Linked DNA regions of Mus musculus: all the other regions are linked to region 2. The links are chromatin contacts, called in public HiChIP or PLAC-seq and promoter capture Hi-C maps. All regions are on one chromosome and are shown on one strand. The core of a region is the stretch at or near the end of the contact, and the rest is flanking DNA. Distances in the headings are between cores, read along the strand shown.

Region 1 (3,201 bases), core at 134-2,633, 2.8 Mb before region 2:
TGAGCCTAAACAGAGCGCCTGTACAGGAAAACGCTTCCCGTGGGGGTGGGGCATTGGGCTTATGTGCTAGCACCTTTTGAGGCAAGGCTCTGGCAAAGAGAGATGTCTTGAATTAATCTCAAAGCTATCAGCATGCCGTGAAGTAACTATAAAGTGAAAATATTTTGAAGAATTTCTCTAGCTGAGAATACACAACTAGCCTACTGCCACTTTTCAAATGAATTCTGTAATTTGATGCCTCTATTATTCTGTCCTACACAAGCGCCAGGTTCTTAAGTAGTTATCTATATATAAGGACGTGTCACCTTCCAGTCACCAGAATCTCTCAGAAAGAATAAAACACTGAAGAAGGGGGGTGGGGGAGGCGGAGTAGAATTGCTTCTGTCCTGGTTTGTTATTTTCTACTTAAGCCGAGGGAAAGGGCAGCTGCTGGTGGTGCCCAAGGGAGACAAGCTTTCCTAGCTGCCATCTGCCGCCTGCCTGGTCCTTTCAGCCTGGAGGAGTCCCTGTGCACCTCATAACGCAAAGCTGCAGTAGGGTTGTATAACCTTGCTCCGGATGCAAAGCATCTACCGAAAAGGCCGTAAGAGCCAATCATAAAAGACCAACCAGTGCCTCCAAAACTAGGGGGACGTCGGGAGGGAGACAGTGTTGAACTCCCATCTCTGAGGTTAGGTTAGCTGGGGGGCGGGGCTGTGAATTCCCAGAGGAGTCCAGGGCGGGTGTTCAGCAAAGCAAAGCGCGCGACTGGGATGTCTGCACGGAGTAGGAAGGGGGGATGCGGCAGCAACCTAAGGACTTTGAGGAGTTCTCAGGCTGTGTCCCAGGGAAGTGCCAAGGACATCCCCGCTCCTCTTTTCAGTTACGTAACTCTCACACTTTGGGTGGAATCTAACGAACTTACTCACTAAAGTAATTAAAGTAGAAAGTCTTTCCGCGGATGCATGCAAAGGTGGTGTCTGAAAAGAAGTGACTGACTGCCACCTGCAGCGAGAAAGGGTGGCATCGGGTGACTGTTCCCCGCCGTGCCCTTCCTAGGATGGAAGCCGGGTGGCGGCGGTTGGAGCCCTCCAATCCCCATCTAGGAGTCACCCGGAGCCGCAGGTAAGCAGGCGGCCGTCGCCCTCCTCCCCAACGGCAGACACCGAATCCCGGTTGTCGGAGAGATGAGAGACCTCCGGGACCCCTGTCGCCCACTTCGAAAGGCCCTTCTCCCTAGGACTGACCTCCCGCGCTGGGAAGAGCCCGCAGCGGCGCTGGAAGCGCGCCACGAGCTGTGAATCCCGCAGGCTCCGCAGCAGTTCGGCCATGGTGAGCCGTGACCCCGTTCCTCCGACCCGCAGCCACGCGCGTCCGTGTCCTCAGCGTGCGCCCTGGCCTCGCGTTCCGCAGCCCGATGCTCCCAGCGCAGGACGGGCGGGGCGCGGTGCCAGCCAACAGGTGCGCCACCCGGGTCCTAGCGCCCGCCCTACACGCGGGCAAGCCCAGGTGTCCGCCACCACCTTGCACACGTCACCGTCCCCTTCCTAGCCAACCGGGCGGCCCCAGCCCCTTACCTGCCTGCTGGAGAGTGTGCTTGCAACTGCGTGGACGGGTCCACGTGCATGACCTATGCGCCATCCCCACTCCCGCGCATCCTTCCAAGTGCTGCCGGAAGCCTGGACGCTTTGTGACCCTCCTTTCAAATCTGGAGTTCAAGGTGAAACTGGTCGCCACTACACATGTGTCCCCCACATCCCAGCTCCCTGCCCCAACCTTTGCTTGTTTTCTGAAAGACTTAATTCCCAGGGAGTCTGGTTCCTAGGGAGAATTCTCAGTGATTTCTAAACTTCCTGAAATGTTTCCTTCTCACAGGCCAGTCACCTCATTCAAATTTGAGAAAGAATAGCAGAAATGCGGAGAGTCAACCCGGGTGATTTTATGGAAAAATAGAAATCTCTTTCTCTCTCCTACCCGCTGTGTGTGTGTGTGTGTGTGTGTGTGGTCTCTCTCTCTCTCTCTCTCTCTCTCTCTCTCTCTCTCTCTCTCTCTCTCTCTCTCTCTCTCTCTTCCTCTCTTTCTCCCTCCCTCCCACATACCTCCTCCCTTTTGGCCTTGGGAAGACTTTAGACCCAAAGGGAACAAGGTACTGAGCGACTACCAGGCGCCAGCCACTGCTTAGAAGAGCAAAGGAAACGTCCTGCAGATGGTTTTTCCTGAGCTTTCCTAAACCTCCCTTCCGGGTCTCTGAGATCCTAAGATGACCTCTGTACCTCATTGCAGGGAGTGAGAAGCAACAGTTAAACGAGGGCCAGGTGATTGGCCTGCAGCAAAACTATAATCCAATCCTTAGTTGGGAACAGAAGGCTGCGGGGGGGGGGGGGGGGGTTTCCTGGCCGCCCTTTTAAAGCCTGCTATTTGGCGGAATAAAGGACCGTGCATGAACACCTGCCACCACCCTTGCTTATCCAGTTGTCCTTCTAGGCTGGGAAGTCTTCGGTTCCTGATACGTGAAGATGATCTGGTCCCCTCTCATTCCAGTTTTCTGACTCCCTTGTTCCTTAGTCCTATCTGGAGAACATGTCAAGGTCGCTAAGTCAGCAGTGGCTTGTTCAGAGATTCTATTTTCTTTCCTCTTCCAGAGGAAAATGCAGCCCTATGTCATACTCAGTCATGTGTGGCTGAAAAGGCAGTTGCCTCCACCCCTAGTGCTGTAGTGATTTTTGTTTTTAAAGATTTATTTATTTATTTTTATGTGTATGAGCACACCAGAAGTGGGCATCAGATCCCATTACAGATGGTTGTGAGCCACCATATGGTTGCTGGAGTTGAACTTAGGACCTCTGGAAGATCAGCCAGTGCTCTTAACTGCTGAGCCAGCATTTCAGTCCTCTCCCACCCCCAAAGTTTGATTTTAACAGCTGACATTACAGTAGCTCCCAACCTGAGCCTTTATACATTTAAAGAATATGTTCTCCCAGGAAGACCCTTGAATTGCATGTCTCCTAAATGGGTCGCTCCAACCTTTCTATTTCAGAAAGAGAGAGAGAGAGAGAGAGACAGAGAGAGAGAGAGAGAGAGAGAGAGAGAGAAACCTAAAAATATGTCAAAATATGTCATACTTAATGTGGTACCAAATTAGATTTCTTTCAGGTCTTTGACTCAAGTTTTTAGTGACTCATGAACCCTGAGATAAGTCACCGTGGTTTTTGTTTCCTTCTA
Region 2 (3,041 bases), core at 324-2,823:
GCAGAGGTGGGGGGCGGTCGCCGAAGCTTGTGGGGTGGAGGCAGGCGGGCTGAGAGCGGGTGATGGGTGTGGTGGGATGTGTGCCGGTGAACTGGAGGTGCAGGAGAGTGGGTTGAGACCCCTGAAGCAGAGTGGGGCTTCCCCCACAAGGAGTTCACACCTTATTCTAGCGTGAGATCTAAAACAAAGGCACCCCCAGTCTTTCTTCTAGAGCCAGGACACCCCTCCCAACTATGCATCCCTGCTCCTGTCATTGGTGAGGCCAGGTGGAGTGGGGACAAGAGTGACATAGAGAGAAAGTCGCAAAGGGGAGTCGGGAGATGTGGTACCGAAGAAAGAGAGAAGCTGAGGGAAGACACATCAGGAAACACAGTGGGGCAGAGGGTGAGTGGGACCCAGTGCACGATGAAGGTCACTGAGAGAGACCTCAGGCGCATCTCCCCTACATCTCCCCTGACAGGTGAACAAGGTGATGATGGTATGAGAGGCAGGATGACTTAACATGGCATGGTGGCCCAGCACAGCGTCCAGCACAGGATGACACTGAGTGATCAAGCCGGAGGTGAGCGCAGTAATGGTGGCGATGAAGGTGATGGTGGTGAAGGCTGGGGTGCTAGGGGTCCCCAGGCTACCCACACTCAAAGTCCCGCTCGCTGTAGCTGCGGCTAGGCTTCTCGGGGTCCCAGGCCGGGGTCTTGCTGATGAGGTCCCCAAACCTGCTCACAGCCAAGGTCTTGCCCAAGTCATCATCTTCCTCTTCTACATCTGGACCCAGAGGGGGCTCCTCCAAGGGCACCCGGACCTGCAGGCCAGATAGCCTCTCCTAAGGACCCCTAGTTCATGAACACTCCCCACCCAACCCCAACTCCATACTTCAAGGGCCTTCCCAACACCTTCACCCTTGCCTGCATCAACATCCCCAAAACACCCTCTGAGGGCTTCCCCCCAGGTTGTGGGAGCACCAGCCACAAGTGCATGAAATACCGAAGACCCCCTATTCCTCTACACTACCAATACAGCTCTACATCTGGATCTGGTGGTCCCAGGGTCATCCAGAGGACACCCCGCCCATCCTGCCCCTCCTCCCCCACCCCACCCCCACGCATCAGTCACCTGGGGTAGGGGGGAGGCGCCCCCGGGCGGCGGGATCACCCCATTAGCCATGGCAGGGCTGAAGACTGAAGACTTAGGAGTCTCTCAATCACTATGGGACCCAAACCCTGGGTGAGAAGAAGGGGGCGCTGCAGAGACCTCTTGGGGAGCCTTGAGGAAGGAGGGCGGGGTCAGAAATTGCGCTGGTGGGCCCCCTCCGGGGTGCTCCATCCCGGTGCCCAGCCCGCTCTCCCTTCCGAGGCCCAACCCGGTCCATGTTAGTCCGCTGTCCCTACCCGGCCCGGCGCCCACGCCTTGCCCTTAAGTACCTCCGGGCTCCGGAACCTGCGGGGCTTGGGAGAGCCGCCGCGCCCCATGTCCCTCCCCGCAAGCTCCGGGGCGCGGCTGCCGGGTTCCCGTCCGGCCTCTCGCCGCGCAGAGCCCGGCCAGGCGGACGCAGGCGCCGGAGCCTGCAGTCCACGGCTCCACCTCCTAGCGCTCGGCTGTGCCAGCCCGCCGCCGCCCGGCCGCACAATGGGAGTGGACGATCCCTGACTTACCCCGACCAGGCCAGCGTGGGCCCCGCGCTCGGGTCCCCGCAGGATCCCACCTGCCCGCAAGACCCCTCTCCAGGCGCCCCACGCATTGCGGGGGGGGGGGAGGAGGGGCGGGTGCACGGCCCTAAATTCCCACAATCCCTCAAACACACTCCTCCACCTTGCTTTTAGCCACCCCTCCCTTTCCCTCAGGAGCCCTGGAGGAGACCCTCTTCGCACATACAAGCCTCTCCAGCTTGGACACGAGATCAGAGACCCCTGAAAGCCATTGCCCTCAACACCTCCAGCCTCAGCTCAACTGATGCCCTTCAAAGGCTGGCTTCTGGCGCTGGGCGCCACCCACCATTTGACCTTGGCACATTATCTACCCATCAGTAGCCAGAGGCAGCTGAAACAGGGGCATTCCAATTGGGCCAACCACTCTAAAATCCTGTGGCTAAGCTCTCACTGTTCCTCCACCCGAATCCCGCCCCTGCTCCTCCAACCGTGGAGGACCTATCTCACTTTCCAAGGTCAGAGAGATGTTCGCAAAGGGCACCTGGACACCCCCACCCCCCACCCCCAGTGTTCTCTGAGTCTCTGAAACTGGGCATCTAGAATAACCCATGCTCATAAAAGCCCTGAATGACAGTCCGTTTAAGCCAGACCCCTACACCTTAGAACAAACAAAGGGAGAAGAACTGGGGGTCAGCAGAAGGTGGGGTGGGAAGGAGGGGAGAGAAGCATGTACAAAGTAGAAGCTGCTCTGACCCCTGCGCTGCGAGATCTCAGCCCTACCCAAGGGAAGAGTGTACACACAGAGCCCTGGGGATTGCTTGAAGCAGCTGGTCGCATCCCATCTACAATCAGTTCAAACAGTTCAGGATCCCCAGGCCAGAGAAATGATCCTGCCACAACTAAGATGGATCTTCTGAGAGCTGGGCATGGAGGTACCCGGCTTTAATTCCATCGCTTAAAAGGCTGAGAGCCTGGCAGTGGTGGCACACGCCTTTAATATCCACACTTTGGAGGCAGAGGCAGGCGGATTTCTGAGTTCGAGGCCAGCCTGGTCTACAGAGTGAGTTCCAGGACAGCCAGGGCTACACAGAGAAACCCTGTCTCGAAAAACAAAAACAAACGAAAAAGGCTGAGTAGTCTCTAGGGGTTCAAGGCAAAACCTGGTCTACACACTGAGTTCCAGCCAGCCAGCGCTACATATTAAAACCCTGTCTCAAAAAACAACAACAAAACCCTATCAACGGAACAAACAAAAAGCCAGTTTATCCATATCAATCCAGAGAATCCCAGATAGGCATGGCCCACCTCTGAGGTGATTCTAGATGTCATCACGTTGACAATTTACACTAACCATCCTAGGGAAGTATTATTCCTTTGTCTGAGAACATGGGGATG
Region 3 (2,957 bases), core at 142-2,641, 2.9 Mb before region 2:
CTCTTGAGGAAGCAATGTTTCTGCTATGCCTTACAGGTTAGGTGAGTCCCACAGTCCATGGCTGTTTTATCTTCCTGCTTTGATGTATTTGTTTTTTCATGGCTGCTGAAAGGAAGTACTACAAACTTTTGATTTCAAACAGAAACTTGAGTCTGGTGAGGTAACTTATATTCTTGTCTTTCAGGACACCTTAAAACTCTGAAAATTTCTGGCCATCCAGAGCTACAGGATGAGTTCCAGGACTGCTTCAGCTATAGAGTTGAGCCTTTATCTCAAATCATAAAGAATAATGAATGAGATGAAACAGAACTTTGTTATATTCAAGTTCTGGAGGCAAGAAACCCAAAAGCAATTTCACTGGCCCAAATCCAAGTGTTTTGGGGGCTGCTGAATAGGCTAGGAGAGATTTCCCTCCTTATCTCTTCCAGTTTCGAAGACTACTGACTTTATTTTTTTTAGTGACCTTACTGGAATCACTGCCTTCCGCTTATTGAGTCTACAGTCAATTGCATTTAGGGCCCATCCTAATAACCTAGGCTAAGTTCCATCTCAAAACCCTTAGCTTATTCCACATAGGCTCTGATACCACATAAAGTAGCATTTGCAGGCTACACGGGATTAAGTCCTGACATCTCAGTGGCCCATGATTTGACGTACTGTCCCTCAGAGTTATTCTAAGGAGCAAATCTGCTCGTGCACTTTTTAGGCTGAGTACAGCATCTGACAGAAAAGTCCTGCGGTCTCTAACAACGCCTACCCACAGGGCTGCTGCTGCGTTCGAACAAGGCTCGGGTATAAAATCTGTAGTTTCAAGAGGGTTAAAGGATTAAGTAAAAGCCCGGCAGTGGTGGCGCATGCCTTTAATCCCAGCACTAGGGAGGTACGGATCTCAAAAGTTCTCGGAGTTCAAAGCCAGCCTAGTCTATAGTGCGAGTTCCAGGACAGTCAAGGCGACAGAGAAACCTGTCTCAAAAAAGTAAAAAAATGTGGCCTGTTAACAGACCTTGCCATTAGTATTTGCATATTCTTCTTTGCAGGAAGTCTTGCATCCGTTTACCTTGCTTTTCAAATACCTCTGGGCGGACTTCTCTACCTGGAAGTCCTTCCCACCAATCTAGCGCTCCGCCTACCCAACTTGGCATCTTCCCTAGGGCTTTGGGAAGCATCCAGGCCTCTGAGGTCTGTTCTCACTCTTGCCTGTCAAAATAGAGATAATTCCACCCGATTACACCTATTTTCCAAACTTTTTGGTTATCGTCACAACAGAACTATGTTAAATAATCCAGAGAGAGGTGTTTTCCTATATTCGGCTGGAAAACGGATGTGCAAATGGTTGAATTTAGACAGGCATCACGTGAGACAGCCCAAGAGCGGAGCGTCGGGTCCTTCACTCTAGGGTCGCTGAGGCCCCGCATGTGGCGCAGGCGCAGTGTCCACGACTCGCCATGCCGACTGTCAGCGTAAAGCGAGACCTGCTCTTCCAAGCCCTGGGCCGGACCTACAGTGAGTGCCCGCCCCGTGGCTTGGGCTCGGTGCCTGGGGAAGTCTGCTCGCCCTGCAGAAGAACGTGCTGGCGGCGTTCATGCCGCTACGTGGGGTTTGGCCCGGCACGGCCAGAGTCCTCAGGGGCGCGCTGCTGGGCGAGGAGACTCGGCTGCGCTGAAGTAGCTTCTCGGAACCAGCTCCGCGGTGGCTCCGTTGCATCATCAGCGCGTGTCGGGCTCTCCGTGTCATTCATTTAGAGACCGAGCTCCAACTCCGTGCCCAGCACGGACTTTGGTGTCGGGACACAGACGAGGAAACGTACCCTGGGTTCCATCACAACTGTAGGCTGTGGAACCAGATTGACAGCGAAGGGGAGACGTTTAAGAAAGATGCGGGTCTCACTATGTAGCCCAGGCTGTTTTCGAACTGTCGGTCTTCTTGCCTCAGTTTCTGAGTGCTGGGATAACAAGCGTGTGCCACCAAGCCCGGCATTGGCTTTATTTTAGTGTTGACCAGGCTCCAGAAGTGTGTCAGGCAGTGTTTGGGAGTAGAGCTGTGCACATGACACATACATGAGAAAAATAACAAACCATGATGTTAGTAAAACGGTTTATTGGACATGCTAAATGTTTCTGGGAAAGGAAACCAGGTTTTGTGCAGGGGTAGCATTTGATAGTTAACATTGATTTGACCCCTAAATGGAATCACTTCTATGGGCTTAGCATTCATGACACACTTCCCTCTTTCTCAGTTCTAAAACTAAACCATTGTGGGGGGGGGGGGAAGGGAGGTAAATATTAGTCAAATTATCATTTCCAACACAGATGTAGTAAGTTGAAATGGTATCAGCCTCACCCTGTAGTTATCAGCTTCTATAAAGGTCAGAGCGAGTGTTTTATGAGAGCCTCCTTGTTTTTGAGTATTAGAGGCCAAAATTAGAGGACAAAATGGAGCAGGTTCATAACACCACAGTACTGATGTCGTACAAGTAAACTTTTAAGATTTTTTTTTCCTAAGGATGGACTTTAGATATTACTCACCCCCTGTGTTTGTCGGATTTTGTCGTTGTTCTTTTGGAGACAGAACCTTATTCTGAAGTCCAGGCTGACTCTAAACTTGTGGCAATCCTCCTGACTCAGTCTCCCAAGTGATACAATTATAGTTGTGACCAAGGCCTTAGAAACAGGAAATCGCTTTGCTTTTGGAATGTGGTTTTAATTTCCTAACCAGTTTCCCTTATATAGTAAGCTTATTAATATACCTCACTTGCCCTGTTACTCTAAATCATATTCTCTCTCCTGGTGGTCACTGTCTCTGAAGTTCATATGATGGTGTGTGGCAAGATGAACAACTTGGAATCAGTTCCTAGTCAGACCCTTATCTATGGAAAAGTACCAGATTGTCCAAATTTTAAAAGACAATGAGGCTTATGACCTGCTCGCAATCATCAGATAATGTTTTAATACATTCCC

Evidence for each region. Promoter capture Hi-C pulls out the DNA fragments that hold promoters and counts their contacts. HiChIP or PLAC-seq counts read pairs in DNA pulled down with a chosen protein or histone mark.
Region 1: a contact with region 2 is called in an H3K4me3 HiChIP or PLAC-seq map of stem cell-derived neural progenitor cells, with 10 times the contacts expected there. The contact joins the promoter of Sgpp2 here to the promoter of Slc4a3 in region 2. A contact is called at or near these places in 1 of 39 promoter capture datasets (cranial neural crest) and 1 of 115 datasets of contacts at active chromatin or transcription factors (stem cell-derived neural progenitor cells).
Region 3: a contact with region 2 is called in a promoter capture Hi-C map of cranial neural crest. The contact joins the promoter of Farsb here to the promoter of Slc4a3 in region 2. A contact is called at or near these places in 1 of 39 promoter capture datasets (cranial neural crest) and 1 of 115 datasets of contacts at active chromatin or transcription factors (astrocytes).

What each region holds. Positions count from the first base shown.
Region 1 is chr1:78,308,528-78,311,728 of GRCm38.p6, reverse strand. It overlaps Sgpp2 (sphingosine-1-phosphate phosphatase 2), which reads right to left and starts at 1,383. Exons shown (of 5, transcript NM_001004173.2): 1 at 1,227-1,383. The coding sequence starts at 1,310.
Region 2 is chr1:75,544,994-75,548,034 of GRCm38.p6, reverse strand. It overlaps Slc4a3 (solute carrier family 4 (anion exchanger), member 3), which reads right to left and starts at 1,573. Exons shown (of 23, transcript NM_001357150.1): 1 at 1,422-1,573; 2 at 1,114-1,263; 3 at 637-802; 4 at 1-91. The coding sequence starts at 1,164.
Region 3 is chr1:78,487,331-78,490,287 of GRCm38.p6, reverse strand. It overlaps Farsb (phenylalanyl-tRNA synthetase, beta subunit), which reads left to right and starts at 1,391. Exons shown (of 17, transcript NM_011811.4): 1 at 1,391-1,503. The coding sequence starts at 1,446.